Regions from separate parts of the Mus musculus genome. Here region 2 is linked to region 1. Evidence: chromatin contacts called from public capture Hi-C data. All regions are on one chromosome and are shown on one strand. The core of a region is the stretch at or near the end of the contact, and the rest is flanking DNA. Distances in the headings are between cores, read along the strand shown. Region 1 holds the start of Etfrf1 (electron transfer flavoprotein regulatory factor 1). Region 2 holds the start of Ergic2 (ERGIC and golgi 2).

Evidence for each region. Capture Hi-C pulls out chosen DNA fragments and counts their contacts.
Region 2: a capture Hi-C map of macrophages shows a contact between it and region 1, with 4 times the contacts expected there. The contact joins the promoter of Ergic2 here to the promoter of Etfrf1 in region 1. A contact is called at or near these places in 2 of 39 promoter capture datasets (erythroid cells and neutrophils) and 2 of 9 other capture datasets (adipose tissue and macrophages).

The regions. Positions count from the first base shown.
Region 1 is chr6:145,207,341-145,215,261 of GRCm38.p6, reverse strand. It overlaps Etfrf1 (electron transfer flavoprotein regulatory factor 1), which reads right to left and starts at 4,115. Exons shown (of 3, transcript NM_133688.3): 1 at 4,010-4,115; 2 at 1-78. The coding sequence starts at 35. It overlaps Casc1 (cancer susceptibility candidate 1), which reads left to right and starts at 4,292. Exons shown (of 16, transcript NM_177222.4): 1 at 4,292-4,455; 2 at 6,824-6,841. The coding sequence starts at 4,453.
Region 2 is chr6:148,207,344-148,215,264 of GRCm38.p6, reverse strand. It overlaps Ergic2 (ERGIC and golgi 2), which reads left to right and starts at 2,891. Exons shown (of 14, transcript NM_026168.4): 1 at 2,891-3,295. 4732416N19Rik (RIKEN cDNA 4732416N19 gene) reads right to left here and starts at 2,977. Exons shown (of 2, transcript NR_015615.1): 1 at 2,835-2,977.

The DNA.
Region 1 (7,921 bases), core at 2,866-5,365:
AGAGTCAGTACTTCTCCTCGTAACGAATTGGCCATTTTCACTTAACATGGAATTGATCCACTTTTATACATGATATACCTAAAGAAAAGGAAGATTTTCTTTTTTTTGCAAATAACTGCATTGTAAATCTTAAAGAACCAGAGATCTTCCCATGGAGCTGGTGAGCTGGCTTTTCATTCTTGTGTACAGACTTGTACTTGCCAGTGTGCATTTGGAGCTGATGACCTCAGCTGTCAGTCCTTTCCACGGGTCTTAGTTGTTGCTGCAAACAGCTGGCCCTTCCTTCATTTAGGGATTCTCCTACCTCTCACCCCCCTGTATGTACACTGGGATTACAAACTTGCAGGTCTACAGGACCCTCTTGTTTGTGCAAGTGCTTTGCCATTAAGACTTCTTATCCCCCCAAATGGTTATTTGTACTGAGCTGTTTTATTGAGGCACTGGGTAACACCACTTTTCTAAGCCTGCTTTCCTTACCAAAAGTAAAGCTGTCTGCCCTGCTCTCAAGGCTTGGCTTGATTATTTGGAAGAAACTAAGAGTCCAAATCTAGAAGAGTATTCTTGGAGGAAATTTTAAAACTAAGATAAATTGGGTTGTTCGATCAAGATCAAGAAGGTTGGTCCTTAAGGAGAATGCAGAGTAAGAGGCAGCGGGCAAAGGGAGCACTTGGAAAGGTTCCACGGGAGGCAGAGCAGACAGCATCCATGCTGCTGACCATGCTTTTGACTCGGTGCTTTAGCTGCCAAGGAGAAGGAGAGGCCTCGTTAGACCAAACCTAAAAAAGATTCCCACTGTGTTCCATCCAGTATGGCTGATGGTAGTTCTGACCACCCGAATACAGTACTTGCCACCATTCTCCACTGTGAGATTATTTCTTCCCAAGAGCCTCGTTCATGTAGCGGGTTTATAAACCAGCACACGGATGGGGTATCTTAGGAAGTACGATGTATGTACTAGAAAACTATTTCTCAACCTTCCTAGTTCTGTGACCCCTTCATATAGTTCCTCACGGTGTAGTGATTCCCAACCATAACATTTCACTGTTGCTTTGTAACTGTAATGTTGGTACTGTTATGAATCATAAACATCTGACAAGCAGATGGTCATAGGTCACCCCTGTGAGGATCATTTTGACCCCAAAGGGGTCATGACCCAGGGGTTGAGAAATACGGTAGTAGAAGCACTACAAATGGAACTGCCCATTTGGCAGTAAGTGCCACCTAGTAAAGGTGTGCACCTGTAGACTTGAGTGTTGTGTGCATGTGTGTGGTTTTTAGTGACCTTTCTATAATCTGGTACTAGCTTGTTCCCATATTACAGGATTTATTTTTATTTTAGCTTCCTGTCAGTAATTCTAAAACTCATGTCCAACAGCAAAAAAGCTGGTTCCTATTATCCTCATTAATTGACTTTTTTGGATCATCACTTCTACTAGAACCAAATTCTTACCACTGTCACCACCTCGTACCTTCCCTCCCAGATCCCACTCTTGCCTGGAATGCTCACCCTGTCCTAACTCCAACAACCTGTGCCACTACCCTCTCCACCCAATCAGTGTCCTCTTCTGCTAGGCTGCTGTCACAAACCACTTTTACCTGAGACCTGTTTCCTTTGTCTTGAATTCTTAAGGTCTCCCAGCCCTTCATCCTGTCCCTTAAGGCTGCTGCTTTTGCTTAGAGCCAGACAACTAATATCTTTTGGACTGTATTATTCAGGAAAAATAAAATTTCAAAGTAGATTATTTTTAAAGATGAATTAAAGGTTACTTTACAATTAACTAGCAGAAAATGGAGATTCTCAAAATTCGTCCAAAAATTATTGTGTTGAGCTGGATGGAAGCTGAGGCAGGGGAAGACCCTTAGTTCAAGGAGAGCTATGATTGAAGTTACATAGTGGCACCCTGTCACTAATACTGACAATTGTGACTGGTGTTGCGTTTAGTGTCCAAGTGTACAGATCCTAGTTGATTCTGCTTGCTTCCTCTTGGGAAGAGTAGTGAGTGTCCACTGAGGTTTGCTAGGGTTGACTCATAGTCACTCATGGGCTCCAGCTTCCAGAGTCTTACTGCCATAACCATCTCTCTCTTTTCTCTTTTAATTTCATGGTTTGTTTTCTTTCCCTGAAGATTTAGTGTAATACTGAAAGGTAATTTAACAGGTGTGTTTAACTAATAATATTAACAGTGGGAGTAGGGAGAGAGGGGAGGAGTAATATAATACCAGGATGGTATACCTTGTTGAAGAATGACTTAAAACTATGTGGCTTGAAATTATTATATAGATAAAACTTGGCATTTGTAACTTGTGAAAGCTTTTAGAGACCTGCCTTAGTTCTCCTTCCCAATTGCTTTTCCCACAGAGTATGAGTAATAAAAGATTCGCCTACCCCTGCCCCATGCACTTTGATGGTAATTTATGATACAGTTGATTTTCAGGAATTTTTAGTTTATTTTTGCTGCTGGGAAAAACCTTTAGTTTGCAAACTAGAAAACAACTTAATTGCTGCAGAGACCTGCATGGAGTCCTGGAAGTTATCAAAGTTGGATGAGTGCATGGCTCAAAGTCACGGGCTATTCCAGGAACATGGATATGTGCAAGGAGGAGCTGTAAGTCCTTTCTCCCTGGGGACTTTGAGTAAAGGAATGATGGCGTTGTCATTTTAGTAGGACACTATTATTTCTAATAGGGGCTTGATGCCCAATGATGTTATTCTGCCCCATGATGTTCAAGTGACCAAAAAAAAAAAAAAAAAAGCTGAAGGAAATGGAGACGGCAGTGTATTGTTTCAGTGGTCTAGTGAACTAGACTCAGTATTCCTTCAGACTGTACTGGAAAACTGTCCTGTCAGATTTCCCCATACCAGAGGTTGTGCGACCATACGCCTTTAGATGGTACAGGTACATGACAGGAGAGAGGGGCTAGTACAACCCGTGTCAAGATGAAGAGATGCCAGAAAGCAGCCCTCTTATTACTCACAAATCCTGCCCAGGGACTAGAGGACATCAAAACTCAAAAAAGCATGCACAGAGTCTTGAACCATGGGATCTAACACATCTCTACTATTAGTTTTCCTCTTAGGAGAGAAGTTGATAATGACACAGTGATTTTGAGTAAGGCCATTTCTCCTGAGTCACCATGTTAATTACTGTACTTCCACACCACTTCCTAGTTTAGTCTGAGGTTTTCTGTCACTAAACACTAGTAGTTGCTTTGTTGAATAATTCAAAACAAAGGCTACCTTCCATACCTCAACAGCTAAGATAAAACAAATTTGAATTTATATGCAGTAGGTGTTAAGTTTTTATCTCATTACCAAGGTTCGGAGGGCAGTAAGGTCTTAAGTGTTGTGCAACCAATGACCTTAACCCACAAAAACTAGCTGTCAGTCCTACTGAACAGAACATTTAGTTTATGTAAGGGACAGAGCATTAGTACTCTATCTTGGGTTAGACGGGCCGTAAGCTGGGGTTGGGTTAAAGAACTGTCTCCATTCCTCTACGTCTCAAGTGCCTTTTCTTATGGAGAAGGGCTGAAATTCTGCAGGCTGCCACAACAGTACAGCGCTCCGTGACCTTGGGACAACAATGGCTTACTGGTTCTTAGAAGTCACGTTAAACTAGTGTGTGAGCAGCTCTTGAGAAGGGCGAATGCTTTGCATAGAAACTAAACTCCCACGATCAGTGAAGAATCTGTACTACTTTAATATCAAGGTAGCGACCCTCTTGGAGCTCGCCTTTGTGGCCAGATGACTCCCTGGGGGACCCGCCCGGAACCTATGGCTTCACCTAGTCGTGAGCTGGCGCCATTCCCCAGATCCCCCGGGAAGGGCTCGTCCAGACGCAAAAGAAGCGAGGAAGAAACCTTTTTACAAGGCTGGCCGTGGCGGGCCTCGGCTATAACCCCAGCTCTCAGGAGGAAGCTGAGGGATGCCCGCGAGTTCCAGGTCAGCCTGCGTTTCAGTGTGAGACGCAGCTCTCCCCACGCCCGGAAGCCCTCGCCTAAGGCATACTTCACCACCAGCAGGTCTGGGGTCCAGACGACAGCTTGCTCAGACCGCCTCACTCCAGCGCTTTGCGGCACCACGGCCGTAAATGCTCCGACCGTCTGCCGGAAGTGGGCGGAGCTGAGAGGCGGGGGTGGGCTCAGGGCGGGACTACAGGCAGCAGTGTATGGGACTCGAGGCCGCTTTCTTTGCTGGGGCGGGGCATCAGGCGGAAATGGGCGGGATTAGGTAAAAGCCGCGATGTGGGCGTACCTTATGTGGGAAGTGTGGCTTGTGTAACCAGTCTACGACTTGGGCAGTACTCACCGGAAGACTACAGTGCGATTGCGCAGGTTGTCCTTCGCAAAACACTGGGAGTTGTGAGTGGGCGTGGCCTGTCGTCTTGACAACCGTGAGCGTTCCTGCTCTGCAGAGTTCACTTATCCCTAAGCAAAGTTCCTGCTTCTGTCATGGTAAGCCAGGAAAGTGAGGGAGACAGGAAAGGGGCAAGTGCGGATTCCACTTCAGCGCTGTCGAGGGAGGGCAGGCAGACAGGGGCAGTGCGATCCAGAGGTGGCGAGATCCAGATCTTTGCAGTGACTAAACTTTACTAGCTTCCGGTGATGTACATTCCCACTTTGGCTCTGACTGCCTTGTCAGAAAAGTTTTCATTCCAACGCAGAACAATATGGAGCAAATTTCGTGTGTTGTTTCCCATTCTCCATCAAGAGATCATCAATTATCACACTCGTTGAGGGGAGATTCAGAGTGCATTATTTGTGTTTGCTGGCTGGAAGCCAGAGACACACAAAGGAGAATATTACAGCCCTCCGGCTCTGTCAGTTAAGCAGAATATCAGACACAAGCTTTACCAAGGTAACAGCTGGTGTATCTAAAGCGGAGTAATCAAGCTATTAAGGGTAGGAGAGAAGAAAAGATTGGTGCTTTTCAGTCTCTTTTAAGATATAAGTATGTATTTTCTGTAAGTGGTGGGAAGAAATGGGTAGTGAAGGCCTCCCCTGGCAAGACCCCCAATGGGTCATCAGCCAAGTTAAGACTGCTGGCAAATTACAAGAACAAGCACGTATTTGCTACATCGAAAGGTGGATTTAATTTCTTTTTCCTATCTACATAGCACTGTTTCTCAAAGACTTCCAAGCCATTTGGGGGAATATTTAAAATGTAGATTCCAGGAGGTTGCAGCTTCAAACCTAACTGTATCATGGGGCTTCCAGGAAACAAAGTACCATAAACATGTTTGCTTAAACAGTAGAAACTGCTTACCTCACCATTCTGGAGACTGAACATCTGGGGTCAGGGTGTCAGCATGGGGGCAGGGATTTATTCAGATCTCTCTTCTACTTCTAAATAGTTCTTTAGTGTGTAGCAGTGTAAACTCATTTTTTTCATACGATGCTTATTTTCTTCATGAGGGTCTGTATCCAAGATTCCTCTTTGTAACCTGTACCAGCCATATTGAGCCAGAGGCCTGTCCAGTTCCAGTATCAGCTCTTCTTAATTGGGTGAAATAATTACAGACCCTTTTCATAAGCAGGTCAAACGCTAACACACAAGAAGTTAAGATTTTAGTATATGAATTTGAAAATGCATAATTCAACCCCACAATCTAAGGAAGTATACAATTCAGGAAGGGAAGCAACTATACTGTAAGTCCAAGAGGACAAATTTCTCAAAAAGCTTGTCAGGAAGTCCTTTGCCACTTGAACGTTGAAAAGTTTTACTACTGATGGCTCTTATGTTTATGTGAAGGATAAAGATAGGACTTTCCCCACACCTGTTTCATGTTAGAAATACTAGTGAGGGATAAAAATGTGCCCATCATCTTTAGGATATGCTCTTTGAGGAGGATATTTACATAGCCTACCATACAGTATTTGTTTCAAGATGGAAATATGTTAACAATGTGTCAGGGAATACTACAGCCAGGATAAAAATTATTTGTAAAAATCACATGAGAGCAAAGCCTCCCTCGTTGCTCTCTCCCTGATGAATATTTATGGAGAGAATTTCTGAAATGTGTGCACCTTGCAGGAAGATGTCGTCTAAATCTCATTTACTGTGTGCCAAATTTGGCACTGGCATTTTAGAATGATGTTCCCATGGCTCGAACCAGCCCTTCCTATGTGCAGCTCTTCAGATATGTAAACTGTGTAATTTACACTCAGACGGCCTCTTACAGGTTCTTTACCAGAGAGCTGATGGGCACACAGGCCTTCTCAGGAGTTTACGAATAGCATCACGGGAAATACCTGTACTTGTAAATCAGTATTGAAGGACAGAGCTTTCCAAAAAGAGCAGACTGACTGTAAATCATGTGGCTGGGCAGTCTTCACTTCATCGTTAATTGGCAAACTTGAAGAAACTGATTCTCTCCCCATTTTTAAAAAAAAATACTATCAATCTTATGTAATAGAAAGGTTTCTTTTAGACAGCCGCTACATCTGCAAATTTGAAATAGTATCAATAGTCAGTAATGCGTGGAGATTTAGGGCATCTTTTCAACCAGTCCTTTTTTAGCTTGCTCTCCTATCACAGACTCATTGATATAGGAAATTGTATTGACTAACTCAAAAAGATGCTTCGTGAGAAATCTTGTGGGTTTTCTTGCCTGTGTTTTCAGTTTGTTCTGACTTCTTTTTATAGTATTTTTTCAGTTTAAGGTAGCCAAAGAGTCACAGAAAAGTTGCAATGGAGGCACAAAGGAAATTCCCTCGGGCTCTTCTCTAGCTTCTCCTAATTAATGTATTTTGTGATGCTCTGTTGAAAGTATCTGAATACTGTTTTAAAATGTGTCAATTCTTTTGTTTTCCAACTTTTTAGGCTCCCAAATCAAAAAAGGTATGTAGAAATTATGTTTTCAAAATAAATAGTTTTATGATCATACTGTACAAATGAATATCTTTTGGAATTTTATAATAATTTTCTAGTTAGTTATAGTTTATCGAATTTGCTACTCACCTTTTAGATAATAATGTTATTTACATCATTGGATAATTCTTCATAGTTACAGATGTGTTTCCCATTTGATGGTATTTCTAGTTTGAAAACATATAGATTGCATTTAGTGCTGACCGGTGTCTGGCTATGAGGCTTCACCTTTTTCTTCTACTGTAGAATATGTTAGGTTAGTCCTTCCTTTTCTCTATTTCAGATAAACATAAGCCATAGTTACAGTCCTCCTGTGACTAAAACAGGACCTTCAGCTAGCACACTTGTGGTTTTCTGCTTTTGTTTGTACAGTGTAGAAACTGAGGTTGAATAAAGGAGATACTACCCATATGTCTGGGATATCTTTTTCTCCTCTTTGCTTTGTAGATTGATAACTTTAAAGCAGATATTTTAATCTCCTAATTACAGGTCATATTTAGCCTACCAACAGATTATGTTTTACTTGAAAAAAATTTCTTTCTTTCTTTTTTTTATGTCAGTTCTTAAAGTGTGCCATAGTATCTCACACTTGTAATCCCAGCTTGTAGGAGGTTAAAGTAGGGAGATCATGAGTTTTAGGCCAGCTTGGGCCCAAAACAACAACAAAACCCCTCATACATGGCCAGTCGAGTCCCCTCCCAAAAGTGTAATAACACAATTAAGCAATTACCAAAGACATTTGATTTGCTCTGGTCATGACATATGGAAAACGATCACATTGGTCCTGAGGTCCTATAAAGCAGCGTCCGTAGAGTTCAGCAGAAGCCACCTGCAGGAGCGTAAAAGGCACGTTGATCTTTCCACCGTCCTGTCTGTGCTCAGAAACTGGTCTCTGTTGCCTCCCCGACCACAGCAGAGGCTTTTTGTTTTGTTTTTTAATCTCAGTGGTCTGTTCTCCATAAATCCCACCACCCTCTCTTGAAAAATCATTACATTCAGCCCTCCTAATCTATGGTTTCTGCATCCATGGATTAAAGCGGACATAGAATT
Region 2 (7,921 bases), core at 1,642-4,141, 3.0 Mb before region 1:
GCAAAAAGACCACACAATGAAAGAGAATCTATCCATGGTGGCTGTGCCCAGAAGAGGGTAGAATCCAGCAGACTCTAACCACAGACTATGGAAGAGGCATCTAACCCTAATAGTCAAGCATTTCTTGGGGGCAGGTCATTTCAAGATCTCAAATTTCCTTTTAAACAACACTCCAAGAAATGTATTGAAACAAATCTGGGCGTTGATTCGTGTCTAAAAACAGCAACAGTGAGAACAGGCAAAGCTGAATGAACCTGGTCGCCATCTAGTGCTAAAACACGGAAGTGACAACCAGCTCAGAGAAAACCATCCCCCTCAGGACAAACAGGCTCAGTATCTGACCCCTGGGAGCACATGTGTCATACCAGCTTGTACCAAGAGCATTTAGGGAACCCTGAGCTTGTCTAGTACTCAAAGTACTCGACCAGAAACTGTCCAGGCAGTAACCTGCATGGGCAAAGTCCCAGTGAGCTGCTGAGATCATTGTTTAAAGGAAATTTGATGAGTTTAAGGAAAATACAGAAAGATTTCAATATCTTATCAGAGAATCTCAAAAAGCTGAAAGGAACTAAACAATTCCCAAGATTAAAAATAAAGTTGGGAACTACTGAAATATCATGGACCTACATATTCATATAAATAAGAAAACTCAGATTTTCAAGCTCCAAGTAGGTACATGGAAAAAATGGCAGAAGCCCATAAATGACAATGTTGAAAACGTGTTCAGAGCAAAGTGTGGTGGCTCACACCTGTGGGGTCACATTTATGCTCCTTCATCTCAGGTCCTTCCACATGTTTGCTATATAGCAAGATATCCTTTCACCTGTGTCTGCTTCAGGAAAACATCCTTTCATCTATGTCTGCTTTAGCAAGACATCCTTTCACCTGAGTGCCCCAGCAAAACATCATTTGACATAACTAACTTTCCAAAGAAACTATAAGTTTCTACTTCACACACCTGTAATCCCTTGGGAAGCTGAGGCAGAAGATCTGCCCAAGTTCATGATCAGCCTGGGATATAGGTAAAGTCTGTCTGGGCAAATAAAAACTAGTTAATACAAAATATGAATAGAGAATTAGTAGTCACCTCTAGCTGAAGCCTGTGATAAAGAGGCTCTATGTACAGCTGAGAAGCTGGGCAACAGTTTCAGGACAAACAACACTGAGATTGGCAGCTAGGGAGAAGAAACAAACACAGAAGACTGTGATCCAATCAAATTTGAGGCTGGTGGTGATGTTCATATATAAAGAAGAATAGATTTGGGTTAGGAATAAGACATGCCGGGCGGTGGTGGCACACGCCTTTAATCCTAGCACTTGGGAGGCAGAGGCAGGCGGATTTCTGAGTTCGAGGCCAGCCTGGTCTACAGAGTGAGTTTCAGGACAGACAGGGGTACACAGAGAAACCCTGTCTCGAAAAAACAAAACAAACAACAAAAAAAGAATAAGACACAAAAGCCACTTGAGGTACATGTGAACCTTAGAGAGTAATATTAGTTTCTCTTTTGTTATTAACTAGCTAAAGCTTGTCCCCAATCTACGGAGAATTAAAAGGATGTCATAAAAATATAGTTTGAGCATTTTAACCCTACTCCTAAACCTCTCTTCAATAAATGAAACATAATGGGATGGAGTCTCTAAAAAGCAGACTGTTTCCCATATATTATGCCACCAATAATATGAAAATTAACCTATAAAGTCAGGCAGGTCTTCCTGGCAATGTAGTTCAGTGGTACAGCTTCACTTGTATCAGGCTCCAAATCTGATGCCAAGCACCAGACAAAACAACAAAACGAAGCAAAGAAAGAGAAGCATTAAAGAAAACCAGAGAAGCTAAATGATTGATTCATTGGTTAAGAAGTTTCACTCTTCGGGAAAAATTAACTTTTATGCTTGTTAGCTTTTAAAATTGTTTTTCTAAAAATAGCAGGGTCAAATTATTTAGTTTTGCTATGTTGTGAAACCCAACTCTCAGGGGGATCGTTATTACTCTAAAGGAAACGTGCCCTGGAGACAAAGGATCAGGTGTAACTAAATGAACAACAGTCCTGCCTTTATCCAAGCTACAGCCTATACACTGTAGACCTGGGTATGGAGACGACAGGGAGGAGCTGCCGATAGATTACAAGTGAGGTAAGTTTGCATTTTAGACATGTATCAACACATTATTATGCCCATTTGACAGATGAGGGGATAGAGATACAAAGAAATGCAATATGCTCAAAGTCACGATATTAACAAGTTAGATTGGATATTTAATTTAGGTAATCTTGGCTTGAGGCTGTGTTTATTATCCACGAACCTTAAGTCAAATAGGAATTTATGATTAATTGGAGTAGTCTTGAAAGTCTGGAGATTAAATTGCCACCAGAGTGCATGCATTTGTCCTTGGTTTGAAGGATGAGGGTCTCTTTTCAGTAAAGGAGTATACACACAGTCAATCTGTAGTCAAGATCTCCCAGCCTGTTTCTCTTTGACAGCTCTTAACTACTCTTTACCTCCCTCTTAAAACTCAAACCCTTACCTACTAACCAAGTAAATAGTGGTATTTCTTGGCAATAGTATTGTGAAGATTAGAGAAAACAGTGCTTTCTGTGTAGACATTCGTCATAAGTACGCTTTCCTTAAAACTGTTTTTAAACCACAACGCGTGCCTGTAAAATTTGGTAGCAAATGGGTAGGACGGGAGCTTGAGTGGGTTCCTCTCCAGCATTTCGGAGCCAACTTTTTTTCCAAAGCCCCTCTATTCCGTCCTGTGCTGTGAAGGGCCATGAGCACACACTGTCGGGCTTTCTTGCGTAGCTTACTTTTAGGGAATCCTTAAGCACACTGACCGAATAATCGAAACCGTTCTCCACGCCCGACAAGGGAGGTTTAGGTGTTGTAGACCGGAATAAATGAAGACGCAAAGCCGGAGGCCTCTCAACCACCTGAGCTGCAGTGTGGCCGGCGCCTTAAGGTGGCTGGTGATCACTTCCGGTCTGTAGTGCGGAGCGCCGTTCCAGTCGGTTTGTCTCGGGGTCAGGCGGAAGGTAACTTCCCCTTCCTGGAAAGGGACCGGCCTCCTATTTTCACTTAGTTTCCACGTAGCCACGCCCCTTTCAGGTTGACCGCGCCGCTTGATTAGATCACATACCGTCAACGCGGAAAGTATCGCGAGTTCTCCATTTGCGCTCCCTTCGGACATGGTCAGCCGTGAGAGTTGCTCTTGTTCTCGCGAGATCTTCGTGTGCGCCGGGCTCGGGCGACCCGGGCTTCTGTGAAACATGGCGGTCGGCTGGGACCGTACCACTAGGTAAGACGCTAAAACCCTGCCGGGGCCGTTTCCTTCGGCGGTTACGGGCGGACGGGGACCTGGGCGCGGCTGAGGGGGCTCCCAGGCCTGGCACTGGCCTGTACTCGTCGCGGCTCTGCGGAGCAGCTGGCCGCGGAGCCGCTCCGCTGCCCGGGGGCGTTCCTGCCGAGTGCCGCCGGCGTCCGCGCCCGCGGCCAGGGAGCTTCGGTGATCGGCCGCGCCCTTCGTTGTCTCGTCCAGGCTGTCGTGGACAGCAGCGACCCTGCCAGCACCGTGGTCACTCTCGCCGTAAATTAAAAGCCGGGCCTAGAGAGGGGCCGGGGCGGGCGCAGACGCCGAGGCAGGTGGTGTGTGTGTGTCCCGTTTGTCAGCTGTTGACCCATCCAGGGGATGACGGCTCAGCTCCTGATACGGGACCGCCGTGGGTATCGTAGACGAGATCTCGGAGATCTACGGGCAAACGTGTCATTAACTTTAGGCGTGCAATTCGGTGCCCTAGGCTATAGGCAAGTAACAGCTGTTTCGGTGTTTCGAGATAGGCTTTCGTTCGGAAGCAATTAAAGATAGTTAAATTAGGCATTCTTCATTGGTTTGAAGTTGTAATTCCGAATTTCACTTCTCCAACCTCCAGTGTACGTCCGTACCTAAAGAAACGAGTGTGCTGCTGCCTTGCGGAAGGTCTCTTTGCCTACCTTTCTTATTAGTTAACCTTAAGTTACTATTCCAGCTTGTAGAGGAAGATCCTGAGAAATAGAAATTCCATGCTTTTGTAGTGAGGGTCCTGGGAAGCAGCTTTCTTTCAGATAGTAAACTTGACTGCTTTGCTGAGTATTACACCTGATTTCACTTCGGAGGTACACATTAAAGAAACATGGCAAGTTAGAGGACTTCTGAAAGGAAGTCACTGTAGTCTAGAACATGAACAACAAAGATTTACAAAACAGCATTTATTTTCACCAGGGTTTGCCATTTAAATAATTCATTTTTAAACAGAAGTTGGTTTTAGACTGTGTGTGCTACAAATTCTTTTTAATAGTTTTCCTAGATTTTAATTTGGTGTTTTAATGACAGCTTGTCTTTTGACTTTTGTGCCCTAGTTTCCTCACCAATAAAATGAGAATCTTATAGTAATACTTACCTCAAAAAGCCAGAGAAGTGCTTCAGTAGAGACTGAAGAAGATTTGTTTTTTTCGAGACAGGGTTTCTCTGTATAGCCCTGGCTGTCCTGGAACGTACTTTGTAGACCAGGCTGGCCTCAAACTCAGAAATCCGCCTGCCTCTGCCTCCCAAGTGCTGGGATTGAAGACATGCGCCACCACTGCCCAACTAACACCCCACTTCTATTTTGATTAATAACTGGCAGCCCATATGTCCTACCCTTTTAGATAATAATCTGGAAGGAATTCTGAGAAGTTGAAGACCCTCAGATTTGTCATAACAGCTAGTAAGAAGTCCCCAGCAAGAGAGTTTGCTGATTGGTTTGTGTTTTTCCGGTCACAAAGCTTGTACAGTATATTACTTGCTGTCCCAGGAACTTTTTTTTTTTTAAATCATTAAGAAAGTTATAAGATTAGACCATTTACTGTAAACTGGGAGGCTTAAAATAGTGGAAGGGCCCTGTTTTCTCAGAAGGCCTGGGACATGGTGCTTCTTTGGTGTTCTGGCTTCTGAGCAACCCAGGACAACAGGTCACTCTACTCTCTCTGTATAGCATCTCCCTTGTATATTGGGTCTTCACACAGACTTGAAAGGACATCCATCAGTCTTTAATTTGGGATCGTCCTAATCCACTATGATTTCAACTAAGTACGTTTTCAAAGACTTTTTTTAAAAATATATTTTATAAATAGAAGGTGACTCAAAACATTTGTAATAGAAGATAAATTGTTGTTCTCTAACATCTACATGAGTGCAATGGTACAGGTGCCCCCTCCCCAATAAATTTCATTAAATAAGTTTCATTTCAAAATAAATCCTTTTTGTTTGTTTGTTTGCAGAAGTAATCAAACTCAATTTGAAAAGCAGGTGTGTGTGGTGTCCTCAGTTCTGTATCCTGTTTCTTACGTATCTTAAGCAGTTGTTCTAAGTATTGTCTTAGCTGCTATCACCATATCCTTGAGGTTTTACTTTTGTTTAAATATACAGGACAGTTATGGGAGATAGCAAACAAACCAGATGTAGTATTGGAAATCACTGTGGTGTAAACACAGTGTCTGCCAGTAGACAGAAGCATCATGCAGAAACTCCCAAGTCTGGGTTTTATGGAACAATGTGGAAATGTATATAAGAGCAGTGCCAGGAAAGCTGGGTATGAAGATGGACAGAGATAAAGTTACAGTGTTAAGTTTACTAAAAAAGGATATCCAAAACAAACCTGTGTTGTCTACTGTATCATTTCTTTTTCTTTTAATTTTCTTTTTCTTCTATATGAATGGGTGTTTTACCTGGATAGTGTGTGCATACACACCACATGTGTACATAGTGCCTTTGGAGATTCAGATGATGGTGGAATGACAAAAGTAAGATGAGTACTGATGGGTCCGGGTGCAGAAGCCATGGGGAAGCTCTAGATGTATATAAGTGTGCAGAGAAGTTGGCAACCAGTCCTGGAGGCAGGGGCACTGGAATTTGGAACAGACTTTGCAGCTGGACTGCTTGGGACTAAATCTCTGTTCTTCGTAGAACCACTTGCACCTTCCTGCGAAAAATGTATGACTGTTCTTATTTATAAGGAGGAATAAAGGTGGCATCCACAGCATTGAAGTTAATAGTAAAGTGCATTGAGTTCTACTGGGAGTTAGCAGTCGTCATACTGTTAGTAGGGGATGGGAGACTTCAAAGAGAAGAGGTAGAAAGAGAAATAGGACGTGACTTTTCCTTGAGAGTCTTAGGAATGAAGTATTGAGTGGGAATTACAACACGAGGATTTCATAAAGAGCAGGTTAATTTTTTTTTAAAGTATTGGATAACTTGGCCATGTCGTAACAGTGGTTTTATATGGTGTCAAGTGTTAGAGATGGAATGGCTTTCTTGGAAGTAGTTGTGAGGTTGTTGGAATGGGATAGGAGACGATGCAGAGTGACAGCCTGTTTCCTTCTAAAACAACAGTTCCAGAAAAGAATCATGGCGGAGGCCTGAGACTGGGTAATAGCCAGATGGTACTGTGTGGCTGAATGGAATGGGAATGGCGTAGATTGTGTTTGTTCCGGGGTTTGTGAAACTTAACAGATACTTGCCGTACTTTCACAGTATAGTATAAATTAAAAAAACACTTTACTTGTTAAGCTTATTATGAAAACTAAGTTTTGGAAGTAAAATCCTCTCTTCATTTTTTTCAACATAGTTATAATACAGCCATTGTTTAGAGCTGTTGACTCTGTATTGAATAGTGCCAAATTCTTCCTCATGTATAGTGTTTTAAAGTGTTCATTTACCCAAATATGACACTATTTAGATTTGCAGTCTGTACTATTATATGTGTTTTCCTTCCTTCCCTCAATACTTACAGGCATTGGCACTGTGAAGGTGAAGTTAGACACAGTGCTTTTCTTGACTGACCTGTAGAGAAAATGGAATGTGCAGTCCATGCTAGACACACAAGGCGCAGAAGAGTAAATGGAATCAGCCATTGTGAAAGCTGGGGGAGAGGACAAGGACTAATTCTGGCAGAGAGGAGAGCATGAACACTGAAAGGTTTTTAGTGTTGCTGAAACTTAGACTGCAAGACTTGATTTGATGGACTTGGTTTGTGAAGGATTCTGTAAGCCATGAGGATGGTCAAGGGAAGGTAGACAGAAAAGTAGAAGACTGCTGTTGAGTATTTCAGTGGTGGACCACTAGGAGAGAAAGGTAAGGTGGTAGTTTTCTGAGGGATTGGAGCTGAAATGATTCAGAGGAATCCAAAATATAGATGAAAAATGAGGGAATCACTTGGAAAAATGAGCATCATGTCAGCTTTCAAAACCTGGGTGTGAAGCAGTTTGGCTTCTCAACTTTTGGTTGTAAGATTGGGGGGGGCTCACTGACTGAGTTCTTAGGTCAAGGCAAGAGGCTGCTTCATGAGAAAGGAGGTCTCTTTCTTCTCCCCCTCTTTTCCCCCTTCTTCCCCCCCCCCCCTCATGCACACACATATACACAGGATCAGGGTGAGAATATGAATATAAATACATTCTAAATAAGGCTACAGTATGAAGTGTTTCTCTTGAGCTCAGTACCTCCAAAGATAACAGCCCTGAGGGCCAGTTTGGTCAGGACGTGGGAGGGGAATAAGATTTAGAGTTAAACTCAGTGAGCAGAGGCAGCACATTCCTTCAAGTTGTGAGCTAGGTGTGCTGTCAGAAATCTGTACATAAGAGTTGGACTGAGTTTAGGGGACAGCAGTGCTTTTCATTAAAGATGCACAAACATTTTTAGTGGTTAATGAGAGACCTATGGTGATGGCTCAACCTGGTGCTTGCTGCACAGGCTTGAAGGCTGGAGTTTGTATCTTTAGTGCCCATGTTAAAAGCTCTTTGTGGTGACATGTACCTGACATAATCCTAACAGTGGGGAGAGAGATAAGAGAATGCAAGGGACTCGTAAGGTATCCAGGCTCCGGCTGTATGAATTGATCAGGTCCAGGTCCAT